2 separate regions of the Gossypium hirsutum genome follow, and region 2 is linked to region 1. Evidence: chromatin contacts called from public Hi-C data. All regions are on one chromosome and are shown on one strand. Each heading gives the region's core, a stretch centred on a gene start, on an enhancer-like site or on the middle of the called end of the contact. The rest is flanking DNA. Distances are from core to core; before and after follow the strand shown. Region 1 holds the start of LOC107886897. Region 2 holds the start of LOC107909020 (dihydroorotate dehydrogenase (quinone), mitochondrial).

The links. A called contact is a pair of places that touch in the nucleus more often than the background predicts.
Region 2: a contact with region 1 is called in a Hi-C map of leaf, with 1.8 times the contacts expected there. The contact joins the promoter of LOC107909020 here to the promoter of LOC107886897 in region 1. A contact is called at or near these places in 2 of 34 Hi-C or Micro-C datasets (leaf and seedling).

The regions. Positions count from the first base shown.
Region 1 is chrD02:66,908,162-66,915,259 of Gossypium_hirsutum_v2.1, forward strand. LOC107886897 reads left to right here and starts at 4,750. Exons shown (of 3, transcript XM_016810995.2): 1 at 4,750-5,438; 2 at 5,646-5,776; 3 at 7,030-7,098. The coding sequence starts at 5,220. LOC107886898 (photosystem II stability/assembly factor HCF136, chloroplastic) reads left to right here. Exons shown (of 9, transcript XM_041089049.1): 8 at 1,581-1,665; 9 at 1,853-2,099. The coding sequence ends at 1,647.
Region 2 is chrD02:67,082,685-67,089,656 of Gossypium_hirsutum_v2.1, forward strand. It overlaps LOC107909020 (dihydroorotate dehydrogenase (quinone), mitochondrial), which reads right to left and starts at 2,728. Exons shown (of 11, transcript XM_016836384.2): 1 at 2,391-2,728; 2 at 1,989-2,074; 3 at 1,140-1,463; 4 at 723-975; 5 at 354-434; 6 at 152-259; 7 at 35-64. The coding sequence starts at 2,525.

The DNA.
Region 1 (7,098 bases), core at 3,500-5,999:
AAAATCACGAAATTAAATCTGGAGTGTCCTTATATATTTAATTTTTGATCTGGAAAATTTGGGCACCAAATTCAACCCGCTGAATATTTTTTTAATTTTTTATTGGATTTCGTCTTTTTTCAATTTTTTGACTTTTTCGACTTATATTTTTGCGGGAAATATTTTTGTATATTCAATAACAGTGCCAAAAATATGTATGTAAAATTTCAGATCAATCAGAAAACGTTTACCCACTCAAATGAATTTTTTTCGAAAATTTTTCTGGGTAAAACTGCTGTTTGTAATTTAAAAAATAGAGATCAGTTTAGAAATCAACCAAGAACACCCAAAACGCCCAAAATCTGATACCAAATGATACGGGGTTGCGCGCGGACCAAGATCGAGTTGCCAAGTCACGAGAAACTCCTACGAAAACCCTAAACAATTAGATCTGAAACGAAACAGAAAATTAAAAGATTAGATTTTTGAATTTTCAGATCTGAAATAAAATCTCCAAATCAGCAAAGAATCAAATTGAGAATAGAAATAAGTGTTAGGGTTCTTGAAACCCTCAAGGAGATTGTGATTCTGCCCAATTGAACACCAAGATAGTTTTCCCCAAATTTCGACAATCTAATTTCACCCAAAAAGAGTATGGAAAAACCCTAGAAATTGGGGATTTTTGGGCTGATTCCTTAAGATAGAAAAAGGCTGAAAACACAATAAGAACAGAAAATAGATTAGATAATGATTCAGCACAAGTAGAAATAAAGAAAGAATTGACAGTAAGAAATTAAAAGATAAGTCCTAAGAAGCCTTGAAATCTCGAAAGATCTCACAACTCCCTTCAAACGGCTCTAATCTCCCCTCCAAAGAATATCAATGGCAAGAAGAAGGTTGAAGATGGCTCCCACAATCAAAAAGATTGTTAAAACAACTTCTAAAGAAAACTCAAGAGAAAATCCTTGAAGAACTCAAAGAGAATTTTCACTCAAATCAAATCTGAAATTTTCAATGTAATTGTAATGTAATGTAGGGTGGCTGGCCAAGCCATATAAATAGGCCTTTCAAATGTTTTCCTAATTTAATTAGAACACTAAAACTAAAACTAAAAAAAAAACTCCTAATTATTTTAATATGGAAATTCGGCCAAGGGTCTTTTATTTGGGACTCTTGGACTGAATATAAAAATTTAAACTAAGTAAAATAAATAAATAAATAAATAAAAATAAAACTTTACAACTTGGGCCACTTTGACAATTTGGCCTGATTTTCAACTAAGTATGGATGGATTTCTTGATTGGGCTGGGAATTTGCTTATTGGGCCTCGCCTTCAAGAATTTGGGCTTTTGTGACTCGTATCACTAACCCTATGTGAGGTTGACAACCCCTAGTGAGGTTGTCCACGAGTAGGCCCACATCTGTTAAGTATTAGATTTCCTATGGTCTTATATTGAAGTTGGGATCAGTTGGTTTTATGTTGGATGCTCAACAAAATTGAAAAAGAGAGTAACATCAATTGTCCAAAGCCAGTATTATTCCCTTAAATCTTTCAAGTTTCATATCCTTCAGTCCAATTAATATGTAAATCTTATATGCAGGTTTATTAATGACAAGAAGGGATTTGTGCTGGGTAATGACGGCGTCTTGCTCCGGTATCTTGGATAAAGCTGTTATCCATTCATGGTAATCAATTGCAAATTCTATTTACATTTTAAACATGATTTTTGTTTTATCATTTCACAGTCTATGCATCACATATTCTAACAGCTCAACTAAAAGTGTTTCCCCTGGAAAACAAAAATTCACAAGTTCATGGTAAACTTTGGATTTAGCATCAAAATTAATGGTATTTGCATTTCATTTTCTGCAGATGTCCGACAATGCTTGCAATTTTGTATAGCTGATGTAAACTACTTTCCTGGTGGTGATATTTGAGAGGGGAAAAAAATTCCATTAATGTGATTATGTTATTCCTTTGCTTTTCTTTTTGGTCAATGTGATTATATATTTTACTCTTCCATTAGGTTCCTGCAAATGTTTTGCTAAATGGAAAAGAAACAAAATGTTATACCTGTCAAAGTGAAAATTCATATATGTGCATGGATATCAGTTTGTGATATAATCCTCTAAATTCATGAAATAGTTAATAAGAAAGTTAAACATACTCGTATAGATAACATGACTGTTAACAGTAAAAGTACTATAGAGGTTCATGTATTAGGACTTAGATTGTATTTTATCCCGATTTTTTTAAAAAAATAGACAAATTAGTCTTTGTACATTAAATAAAAATGTAAATTAATTTTTTCTATAAAAAAATTATTTATTTGTATTGTAAAAAATTAACATGCTTAATGGAACAATTAAATAATGGTACATGACATGTCATGTATATGATGCTTTAATGTACAAGGATAAATTTTTAATGGTAAAAATTAATAAAATTTTTAACAATATCAATTTACGGGATTCTTATTATAAGAATTCTCATAATATTTTTATTCTCAAATTTTGAGCTTATTTTTAAGAGAAAAAAAAATCTTTTTAAGACGTAAAAAATTGTGGCAAGTTTTCAGACTACACACTGCCATCGGCGCATTAGTTTAGTCCTTGCTTTGACTAAAAAAGGCAATTTGGTTCTTTAATTTTATACTTTAATTTTTTCTTTTTTAGTCTGAACAACATCATATTTATTTTCTTAAGCATCTAACAACCCTTTGGTCCTATTTTTTTTTTTAATTTCTAAGCTTGGTTGTCATGTTATAATGTTTAACATTTAATAATAAAAAATTTCCTTGGTTTGTTTCCATTGTCCACCATGAGACGACTTTCCCAGTTGGTGAAAACATTGGGATTTGTTTGAAAAAAAAGTCAACAAAAAGCTGATTAGGAAACTGAGATAAAAGGTCAAAAGTTGAAAGACTTTCAAACCCTAAATGTAAATGCTGTTAAAACATTATTGGTTGTTAGATAATTTATTTAATTATTGATTTATATTTAATTAACAAAATTTAAGTGATAAGTATAATTATGTTGTTTGGTAGAAATATATGTTGATATTTTTAATTTTTAATTTACTATTTTAATATTTTGTGTTTTTGAATTGTTTTGGATGAAAATTAAATATAGTAATTTTCATTTTATTTCAAATTATTTTTTAAAAAACATACAATTAACTTAACAAATTTAATGATAAGTAGTTACCTATTTATTTATCTTGTTCACCACTTTTTCTTTAATTTATATTTAAATAAAAAGATTAATTCGGCATATTTGGAAGAATAAAAACATTTTCATCTTTCAAAGTCTTTCTTGGAATGTTGATGTAGTTATCAAAATTTCTTTAAGTTGGGCAAAACAATTTACTTTTGTGGTGAATCTGAGATAAGTCCGTTGTTCCTTTGACTAATTGTCTCGCATCCATACAATCACTTTCAATAATGACAAGCCTATAACCCTGTTGCCAAGCTTCTTCTAAACCCTCAACCAGCGCCCAAAGCTCTGACACTAGTGCTGGTGATCTCCAAATGCATCTGTTAAATCTTAAAATTCAAAAGTCATATGAGTCCCTGAAAACACCACCTATAGCAGCCTTGCCGGTTGTCCTATCAACTACTCCATCCACATTCACTTTAACCTAACATCTGGAGGAAGACACCAACCACCCGTCTTATTGTTTGAATGTTTGTTCCTCATACTCACAAATGCCACAGGAAGGATCATTGGTCATTTGACTATTGCAACATTTTCTTTTAACAATTTCATTATAAGTTCTGATCATATCTATTCTTTTTTATACAATTCCTAGAACTAACTATAGCCCTTCCCCACCCCATAAATAGGAGGATAATGAGTTTCAACGCACTCAAATTCACTTCCTCCTGCAATAGGCAACAATACCCATGCTAGTCAAGTTAAGATTCAATCGGCAATCCCATTAGTCATCTTAAACACTTTAATCAATTCAAAATTATGAGGTGGGTTCAGGTAACAAGAGATCAAAGTCCCTTATTTTGGTACCCAATCATCTGTCCTAAAAATTATCAATTTTCATACCCTAACATAATGAGGCTCAAACAGGAAAACTTCTAAAACTCTCTTTACCAATAAAATTCTGGTCATTCATTGGAGATTCATTAAATGATAAATAATTTATCTTTAATATAATAATAGAAGAGATTATTATCTTATTTACTATTAGTAAAGTAAAAAATGTTAAAAATATACTTTAAATTTCTGTATTTTTTGTATATTTAAAATTTAGTTATTTTAATTTCATTTTAATAAATTTAATCTCTTTACTTTTCGAATTAAAAATGTAAGTCCAAATATTAACATTATTAAAATTATTTTATTAAATTTATATTCTTTACAACATGATAATTTTAATTAGATGATTATTAACTCGATATTTTTATTTAAAAATATCAAATCAATAAATTTAATTGTGTTAATAATTATATCTAAAAATAAAAAATAAAAAGATTACGTTTTTGAAAATAAAAATACAAAAGTTAAATTTTAAATTAAAAAATTATGTAAACTTATATGACAAATATTTTAATGATTTTGACAGTTAGAGAAAATAATTACCCAAAACAGAATGGATAAATAAAATAAAATAAAATTAGAGCCAGTTAGTTTTCATGAAACGTGATAAAAATATACTATAAAAAATAAATTATTTAATTTTTTATTATTATTTTTACTTTTGTGCGGTTGAGAAAAAAATAGTATAAGAGAAGAAGACGAAAAAAAAATACTACCGACCGACAAAAAGGGATAGCCAAGCTGGCCAAAAAGGGAGGCTAGGTTACAGTGGGAGCATTCCTATAGTAACACGTACAACGCCAGCCAGTTATTACAACTCTTTTAATTTCTTTATTTTTGCAGAAAATATTGAACGCGAGGATCTTTGATCTTTCACCCATTGTTCCCTTTCATTTCCTTTTCACGATCCTTCCTTTCCCTTTAGATCTACGTTTCCTTATTTGAACCCAATTTTGTTCTCTTTTTACTACTTTCGAAAGTTTGGGTTTTTTTGGTTGCTTTGCTTTTTATTCATTTCGATTCCATTTGGATTCAATTCGATCGGGGGGAAATTCATTTGGATTCTCTCTTTCGATACTCTAGACTTGTTAATTTTCGATTGAATCGGAAAAAAGAAGAAGAAAAAAAGGTCGATTACAGTGGATCGATGAAATTAGGGTAAAAAATTGGGGATTTTTGGGGGGATTATGCAGATGGAAAGGGAGAGGCGGAATAGCATTGCGAATGGAGACTACAGTTGTTATACGAATGATAAATACAGTAGGTTTTCCAATGATTACAGTGTTTCAGAGAATGAAAAGAATCAAAGCTTGCCCTCCTCTTCGTTACCCAGTGCCGGTTTTATCGAACATCCGGTTTCCCGGTTCGATACTCTTGCCGGTGTTGCAATCAAGTATGGTGTTGAGGTAACTATACTCATCCTTCTTTTAATAAGTTAGGGTTTTTTTCCTCCTTACAAGTGGACATGCTTGTATAATATGGGAAGTTAGTTGGGGAAATTGACCAATGTTAACCTAGAAGTTACATCTATATTATTTATCGGAGTATACCATTATTGTCTATGGTTTTTTGGAGTTATTGACAAATTGTTGTTATGGGTTTGAAATAATCAGGTAGCAGACATAAAAAAGATGAATGGTCTGGTTACTGATCTTCAAATGTTTGCTCTTAAGACGCTTCAGATCCCTTTACCAGGGCGGCATCCGCCATCACCTTGCTTGTCGAATGGTTCCGAAACGCCAGGGTATTATATCTTCTTTAATGCTAATGCTATTTTTATTATCACTCGTGAAATTTACTTAAAACTCCCTTAACTTCAGCGTTAAGATGGTTACTATACACATTTCCGTATTGGCACCTGCGTGTGTTAAGCTTCATAGTGTCTTCTTATGATTATGACTTGAGTTGTTATTTCTGGGTTTGCCTTCTTCAGACTATCGATGCACTTTTTATTTGTTTCATCATACTTATAGCAAAGTTGTGAGATCCTTAAGTAATCATCTTGATGTTAAACGTAACTAAGTTCTTTCTCTTTATAACATCTTTGTAGTTTGGTCATTAAGAAATTGCCACTCTTGCTGTATTCTTAATGCATTGAGAACAAACTTTTACAAGGATTTATTTAATATTTTAATTCCAGCAATGTTTTTTTTCTTTAAGTTTTGAAGTTATTGACCTTCACATCAGGACTGATAATGAATGCTTACTCATCCAACATAACAGTCTTGTTTGAACCAACTGGAATTTGCATGTAAAGATTACCATTCAAATGTTAATTACATCATAGTAGTTGCTTTTTTGGAACATTCCTTATCTAAGCAGCGTTTCCTTTCCCTTAAGGATGCATATAGTTCTGGAGAGAAGATATTCTGAAGCCTATGACTTGCTATCTTATGCGAGGAAACATTTGTTACGTTTCAAGAATTGATCTCAAATCGAGTTTTAAGTGGTTTGGTGTTGGATGGCATTATTACTAGCATCCATGACCATTGAAAGTTTTCACTATTAGAAGTGGTAAATGGCATCAAACGGTATTATTTTTCACATGATGCTAATCATAACATAGATAGCCATGAGCTACAAAGTGGTTGGAGGAGATTGTGACAACAGTTATCCTACAGCTGATTACTGGCCTGTAGTGGAAGCTGGCTTCCCGTGTGTAAATTAATCGAACTGCAGTTCTTCAGTTGATTTGCTGAATGCATGCTAGGAATCTTCATTTGTTGCTGCTTTGCTTGATATGATTTTTTTCCGGGGACAAGATTCTGAGATAGTAATGACCCTTTAGATTTAACACTTTAGGCCATACAAGAAATGTTATGCAAGAAGGCGGTTGTTCTTAAGAATTTGATAGTCAATATTTCAATGAGTTGTTAAAAGTTCTTTCTAATTTCTATCACCTCTGAAATCCTGCAAGATGCATCTCTGATCTCTTTGGTTCTTAATTCTGATCTGTTCTTCTCAATTAAGCTTACTATGACAGATAACTCTTTGCAGACAAAGCAGTGCCAACCAGTCCCCAGGTCCAAATTTGCCTTCTGATTTGCGTGGCTCATTCCAGTCATT
Region 2 (6,972 bases), core at 1,478-3,977, 170 kb after region 1:
AAGAAATATAAATTTCCAATTGGAAGAATAATACCAATCCATCCAAGCGGAGGGCAAGAGCAACCTAAAATCAAAGAAAAGAAACAATAAGAACATGATACAAATAAGAAATGAAATATTATCTAAATACAAGTAGAAGCTTAGTGCATACCGCTGCTATATCCTCAAGGTCATCTTTAGACAAGTCTGGAGCAATTTTAACAAGCAGTGGAGGAGGACCTTCCTCACCCCATTGCATTTCATCACGGGCAGCTTGAACCTTCGACAAGAATAAGCAAAGAAAAATTGAGAAGTGTGAAGTTCTCTCTGATATACACAGAAGGATGATTATGCTCACAGCTAGAGATCTATACCCTCTTAACAAGATCCTTCAACTGTTTCCTTCCTTGAAGCATACGTAATCCAGGAGTGTTTGGTGATGAAACATTAATAACCTAAGAAAGTTGAAAAGGGAGGTAAATATTACGGGATCCAAACAAATAAATTCAAGAAAAAACTAAAAGAAAACTTCTCAAAACAATACATCATAATGATATTTCTTTTTGAAGAATATACATCAATCTACCCTTAGAAAGAAGCAAGAAAAAGATATTACAAGCAAATCAGGCTACACAACCATCTTAGATAATAGAACCAATCCTATCATTTTATGGTATGAGACTTTTGTACTCAAAGCAAACTTGAAAGGAATGAATTAACTCAAATAAAGAATATAGAACTACCAAGTAATCAGCATACTGGGATAACGTGTGAACTCCTTGTACGTAGTCAGCAGCAGCATCTTCACTTGTCTTATTCTTCCCAAGATTGACTCCCAGAATTCCAGGACCAGCTTTTCCCCCATGTTTGGCTTCATCATTCGAGGGTGACGAGGAACTCGAAGTCTCTAACTTCCTCTTACCATGCTGAGCACCTAATCTCTTTGCAACAGCAACAATTCCTTCACTATTGAACCCACAGCGATTGATAATAGCACTGACCAAGAAATCGAGTTAGATAGAATAGAAGAACTTTAGGTCCAAACAACATGAGTTCAAGCAATCAAATCTCAAGGCAGAATTGCCTTACTAATGCCCATTCCATAAAATAGGTAAGTTGATATTTAAAAGAAACAGTACAAAAAGAGAATTTGGTGTTACCCTTCTTGCCGCAGTCTAAAGATGCGTGGCCTGATATTACCCTCTTGTGGAACAGGGGTTACTGATCCAACTTCCACAAAGCCAAAACCCATACCAAGTAAACCTTCAACAGCTTCTGCATTTTTGTCAAAGCCAGCAGAGAGACCAACAGGATTTGAAAACTTCCTTCCCCAAACTTCTAATCCCAGAATCGCTGGATCAGGTCTCTTCTCCCTGGGAACCCAACCACGAGAAGCAGCTGCAACAGCTAGTGTATGAGCTTTCTCAGCATCCAAAAGTGCAAAGAATGGGTTTACAAGTTTAGTCGCTGAGAACAGCCAACCACTGCCAAGATTCAAATATTGTATAAGTTGGTCTCAAATAGAGATATAAGATGAGGATTCATTTCAAAATCAGGTATCTCTATCAATGGATCCACAAAACTTTTAATTAAAATTTTAAAAACAAAGCATAGATAAAGGCTATTGGCCATAACGATTTTTATCTCACATTGTTTTAGTTTGAGTTCTTCCACAATAGTTATCAATTCAGACTAAAAATGAAAAAAGAAAAAATAGAGATGAAAATAAAGAAAACTAACAAAATCTCCATCTGACAGGTTACTGTGATTTTTTAACAGCCATTTTAGTCATATAACTTGCAAAGGCATGTGTCCATTGAAGAGGCTCATTCATTTTCCAATGTATTTTTCATATCAAAGTTTGGGGAGCCAGTGGAGCATTTTTCAAAATCCAACAAAATCAAGACCAAAAAGGGGAAACCCCTCCTCATTTGCAAAATGAGACAAAATATGGAAAACGTTTAAAAGTTTCAAAGAAGAGATTTCACTGGGATGTCCAAAATAAGTACCAGAAAGTTGCTTCATCAACAGTGCTAACATAAGCTCCACCTGCTATAATTAAGCCTATGGTAGCTCCAGTCAGTAATCTTCTTCCCTACGACCATGAAATCATAAAATATCATCTATTACAACATAAAATTCATGCATACAACCAAATAAACTCAATTCAATGTTTTAAACTATCACAAGAAATAGAAAATCCAGTTAATTAGTAAGAAGTCAATGCTATCAAACGTGCTTCCCTTAAGTTGGTCAAGCAAAAGAACCCATTTTGATCCTCCTAATTACAACTTCCCAAAATACCCATATCCTTAACTAAGCTTACCCCAACTTTTATTACTTAGATTTTTAATGGAAACTAAAACAAAAATCCCATAAACACAGCAAAAATCGCCCCTAAAAAACCTTACTTTTTTTGAAGAATGAGGGATTTTAGGGGCAGAAGCAGCAGCGGAAGAGCAATGTCTAGAGGGTCCTATGGAAGTGGAAATAACCCTTTGGCGCACGAGATCTTTAAACAATTTCCCAGCAGTCCTTATTGCCATGAAATCAAAATAGATTGATTTTACAACACTTTAAAAAAAACGCAGATTGCAGATATGGGGTGAGTGGGTAAAAGCGAAAAGAAATAAATTTGATTCTTTGTATTGAAAAGTGAGAGAGAGAGAGAGTTTAAGAGGGGTTTTAGCAGAGCTGGGAAAAACAAGGAGGCTAGGCGTGAGGTTTTTGGTGTCTTTATCTAAACCCTTAATTACTCCTGACCTCCGTATATTTGCTTAAATAACTTTTTTACACTTTCAATTAATAGTAAAAGATTCCCAACTTTTGCAACTTTTAATAGAAGCTAGATCACAACTTTTTGTTTTCTTTTTCCAAAAGAATATAGGGAACAAAGTTAGAAAATTATTAATAAATTTTAAAATTATACATGGTTTTTATTTAATTTAATATCTCTCTATAATGTGTTACAACATAAAAGTGGGGTAGCTTGTTAGAATGGTTCTCACACCATAATGTGAAAAGTTGCTAAAATAAGGTGATTCACATTGTAAGTAGTGCAAAAAACCACTAGAAATGATGGTTTACAAGGATCTTATGAACTTAGAAGCTTTTTGGGAGATATTTTGCAGAGCTTTGGCATGTCGTGGAGTCTCCTCTTCTTGTGATGGAGAAGGCTTTATAGAGGAGGGAGAGTTTTGGTATGTTTCCTACTAGAATGATGCCTTATGTGGCTATAAAGACATGGGTACTTCATTAGGATGTGGCAGGGTGACTTGATGGTAATTTGTAAGAATGGGTAGTCTTGAGTCAATTTGTTTGTGAGGCTTGTGGGTGGTCTTCACAAGCTTAGAAAGCAACTAGGCGAAGCCGTCCTAAAGAGGCAAAATAAGACACCTAGGAGGCGAATTTGGTGTAATGATCCTGAAAACAAAAACTTTAAAGGCAAGTTTGGTGAAGCATACTTGAACACTTTGCTTGTTGTAGTATTGTTTGTTGAAGCTTTAGCAAGTTACGCTCAACTTCACTAATAGATGTTTTTTACAAGTTGGAGACTTAAAAGGCCTCACTTGATAAGGGTATTGGAACCTTAAAAAGCTTCGCCAAAAGCACCATTGAGGCTTTTGAAAAACCATTATTTTTATAGAGTTGTTTTACTGTCAATTGTTTTTAACGAGTTAGGGTATTAAGATGCCTCACCTGATGTGGCATTAGAGCTTTAAAAGGTTTCCTTGGAAACAACATTAGGGCTATTGTTATAAAGTTGTTTCATTAGTAGTCATTAATAAAATTGCCTTGTTAACTTTTATGGAATTGGTTTTAAACTTTGTTATGTTATTGCTTTTGTTTTTACTCATAATGAAGTTGGTTTGTAACTCTGTTGTGCCTTTTAGTTTTGTATGTGTGTGTTGACATTTTGGTATTTGTTGAATTTCTACAATGCATTGAATTTGAAACACTTAAATACCTATGCCTGAACATGCATTTGCAGCCTAAAACGGAAATAATGCATGCATAATTTGTTTAGGCCTAAAGAGGTAATTTCATTATGTAGAGGACAATCAACCCTTATGCCTAGGTCTTTTGTTGTGGCTATTGTCATCATGGGGATGAAGCCTCTTCCCTTGGTATTCAATTGATTCTACTTAAGAGATGAGACCTATTACCTTGGCTTTTAGGGGCATAAGAGGGACGAGACTTGTAACACCACTTATCTGACCAGACTATCGGGTTCGAGCTACAAGATACTACATTCATTGCAAAAGCAACTTCAGACAATTATGCACCATACAATTATTTACACATGCAATTAAGTGAAGTTCATGTTCATACTATGTTACATATTCATTTCGAATCTCTCTCAAGCTTACAAAAGCTCTTTTGTTAACCTGAGGTTGAATTAAAACCAAATTGTGAAGTTTTCAAAATCTCGAACCGATATTGTGACATCACAATTTCCCTGTTACGACAACAACTTAGTGAGTTATATTGCGACTTCAAGCATCTTGACATCGTGAAGTCACTCATTGTTGACCCATGTCACGATGTCAAGGACTCGAGGTCACGACGTTGCCCCTGTTTTGGCAAAAATCTCATTTGACACAAGTTTCATGCTTTCAATCCAACATCTACAACCATTCATACAACTTTCCACAATCCATATTAATTCATGTTAATTCAAGTTTATGAACATATGAAATAGAACATTCAAGTTAGCACTAAACAAACTTTTTTCATTTGAGCAAATTCGTTCATTTAGCTAGTAATATGCCAACTTGTTACATTTTTCCCTCTTAAACATACCATGCTTATACCATTTAGGGACCAAGCACTTAAATGACCCTAAGATGGAACAAACAAAGCATACATTAATTGCATCTCAAACTTAACATTCAAGTACACCATTTCACAAGCCATTTATCAACATAGCTGCTTCAAATAGTTCATTTGCAAACTTTAACATGCCAAACCATACAAGTTTGAGATCATCATTCTTATAACATCAAACTTGACCAAATTATGCATCAATTGGATTATATGCCATGCTGAACATTCAAACTCAACCATTACTATGTTTATCATTTAACTCTAAACCTAAAACGACCTTATGCATACCAAGTTATCCTTATATACATGTGTTGGAAAATCAAGTTTAGAAAACGTAGCGAAGAATAAATTTAGGGAAAAACCATAGTTTTAAAAAAAAATTTAAACAAGAACTTGGTTGTGATATCTAAAGTAATAAACACTTAATCAAAATTGTACCTTTTCGATTCGTTTAGGATGAACGCTTTGACTGAGTAGTCTTCTCCACTATCCTCAAGCTCACGTCTACCAAATGTGGGCTCACTTCGAATAAAAAAATCTCACAAAAAGTTACCATTGGGGTAATTTTGTAATTTTTCTAAACTTTTGGGCCATGTTGTAAATAAGAAAAATATCTCTAGAAATTTTCTAAAATAATTCATACAAACATCAATTTAAGGCTTGAGTTCTAGAACTCACTTGGAAGTTGTCGTCAAATCAATCTAATAAGCTTTTCCCTTACTACTTAAGCCTCCTTATCAAACAAAATGTATAAACTAGATTAGAATTCCAAACGAGACAATTCATCTTAAGGATCATAATTTTTTTGCATGCAAAGGCCAATTAAGCAATTATTTGCAACCTTACCCATAATTGAACAGAATCGATGGATAATAGAAAACCTTAACTTTATTCTCTTTCTTAAATCCATTAATATAGAGAAATTAAAAAGTTTACCAGCCTACGAAATTTCCAATTCTTTACGCTCAAATTTCAGTCTCCACCGTCCATACATGAGACTCCTTAATCCTTCTCTCTTCGAGAATAGACCAAGGAAGAAGATGAATGAAGAACAAAAAATAAAAAAGTAATATCGGAGAGTAATGCCTCCCCTATATATATAAAATCACCCATACTTCCTTCACCAAAACCAATTCAACAGCCACTTGGAGAACTCTCTCATCGTCATGTCTCCCACTAAGACAAATTCCTAGTTCAAACTTGATAGAATCGAGGTTGAAATCCAACCTTTCCATAACCGACTCACCAATTCCTTTTTTTTTCACTAGAGCTCGCTCAATTTATAAACATTTTCAAATTAATATCCCAAATCACGATACCAACATAAACTTGACATTACGTGGTGTGACATTAATAACAAGAAAGATCTAGTTCTAACCAACAAACTCACCTCACATGGTTCATTTAAGCTAGATAACACATCTACACCACATAAACGTAAATTATAACACAAACGAGTTATGTGGTTCGTCACTAGTATTAGAATTAATTAAATAATTACGGATTTAGTTATTCTAATTGAAAAGCCAATCGTTCTAAGCTATCAAATATTGTTCATATATTCAATAAAATTTGTAATGGCCCAATATTGCCCGGCCCGATAAAAAATAATAAAATAAATAAAACCAACATAAAAGTAAAATTTTAAATGTCCATAACATCAGTCCAGATTACAAACCAAATCCCAAACCCGATTACAAAATCCAAAGTCCCAATTAGCCTAAACCCAATTAACCTTAGCCCAAACACTAAACCCAAACTAACCTAATGGCCCGATGGCCCAACACCTAGCCTAACAGAGACCAAAACCCTAGCAGCATTCGGCTCCCAGCGCCGCAGCAACCAGGACCTATCACCTGCCCTCGCATGTTCGCCACCGCCACGTACCACGCTTCCCCACGTATACGCTGCCACGCACACCTCCGTACGGCCACCTCCGTATCTCCAGGTTGGCCGAATACCTGCAAAAAACACACGGAAACAACAACAAATAGAAAAACAACAGCATAGGGGTGATTTTTTTTTATTTTTCATTTTATTTTCAGTAAATCGGGCTATAAGAAAGCCATTCGAATGCTGTAAACGGATTACGCATTTTTCAGAATACAGAAATCAAAAAATTCCAAGAGGTGATTTCAGTTCTCTTTTCTCTTTTTCGCAGATCGT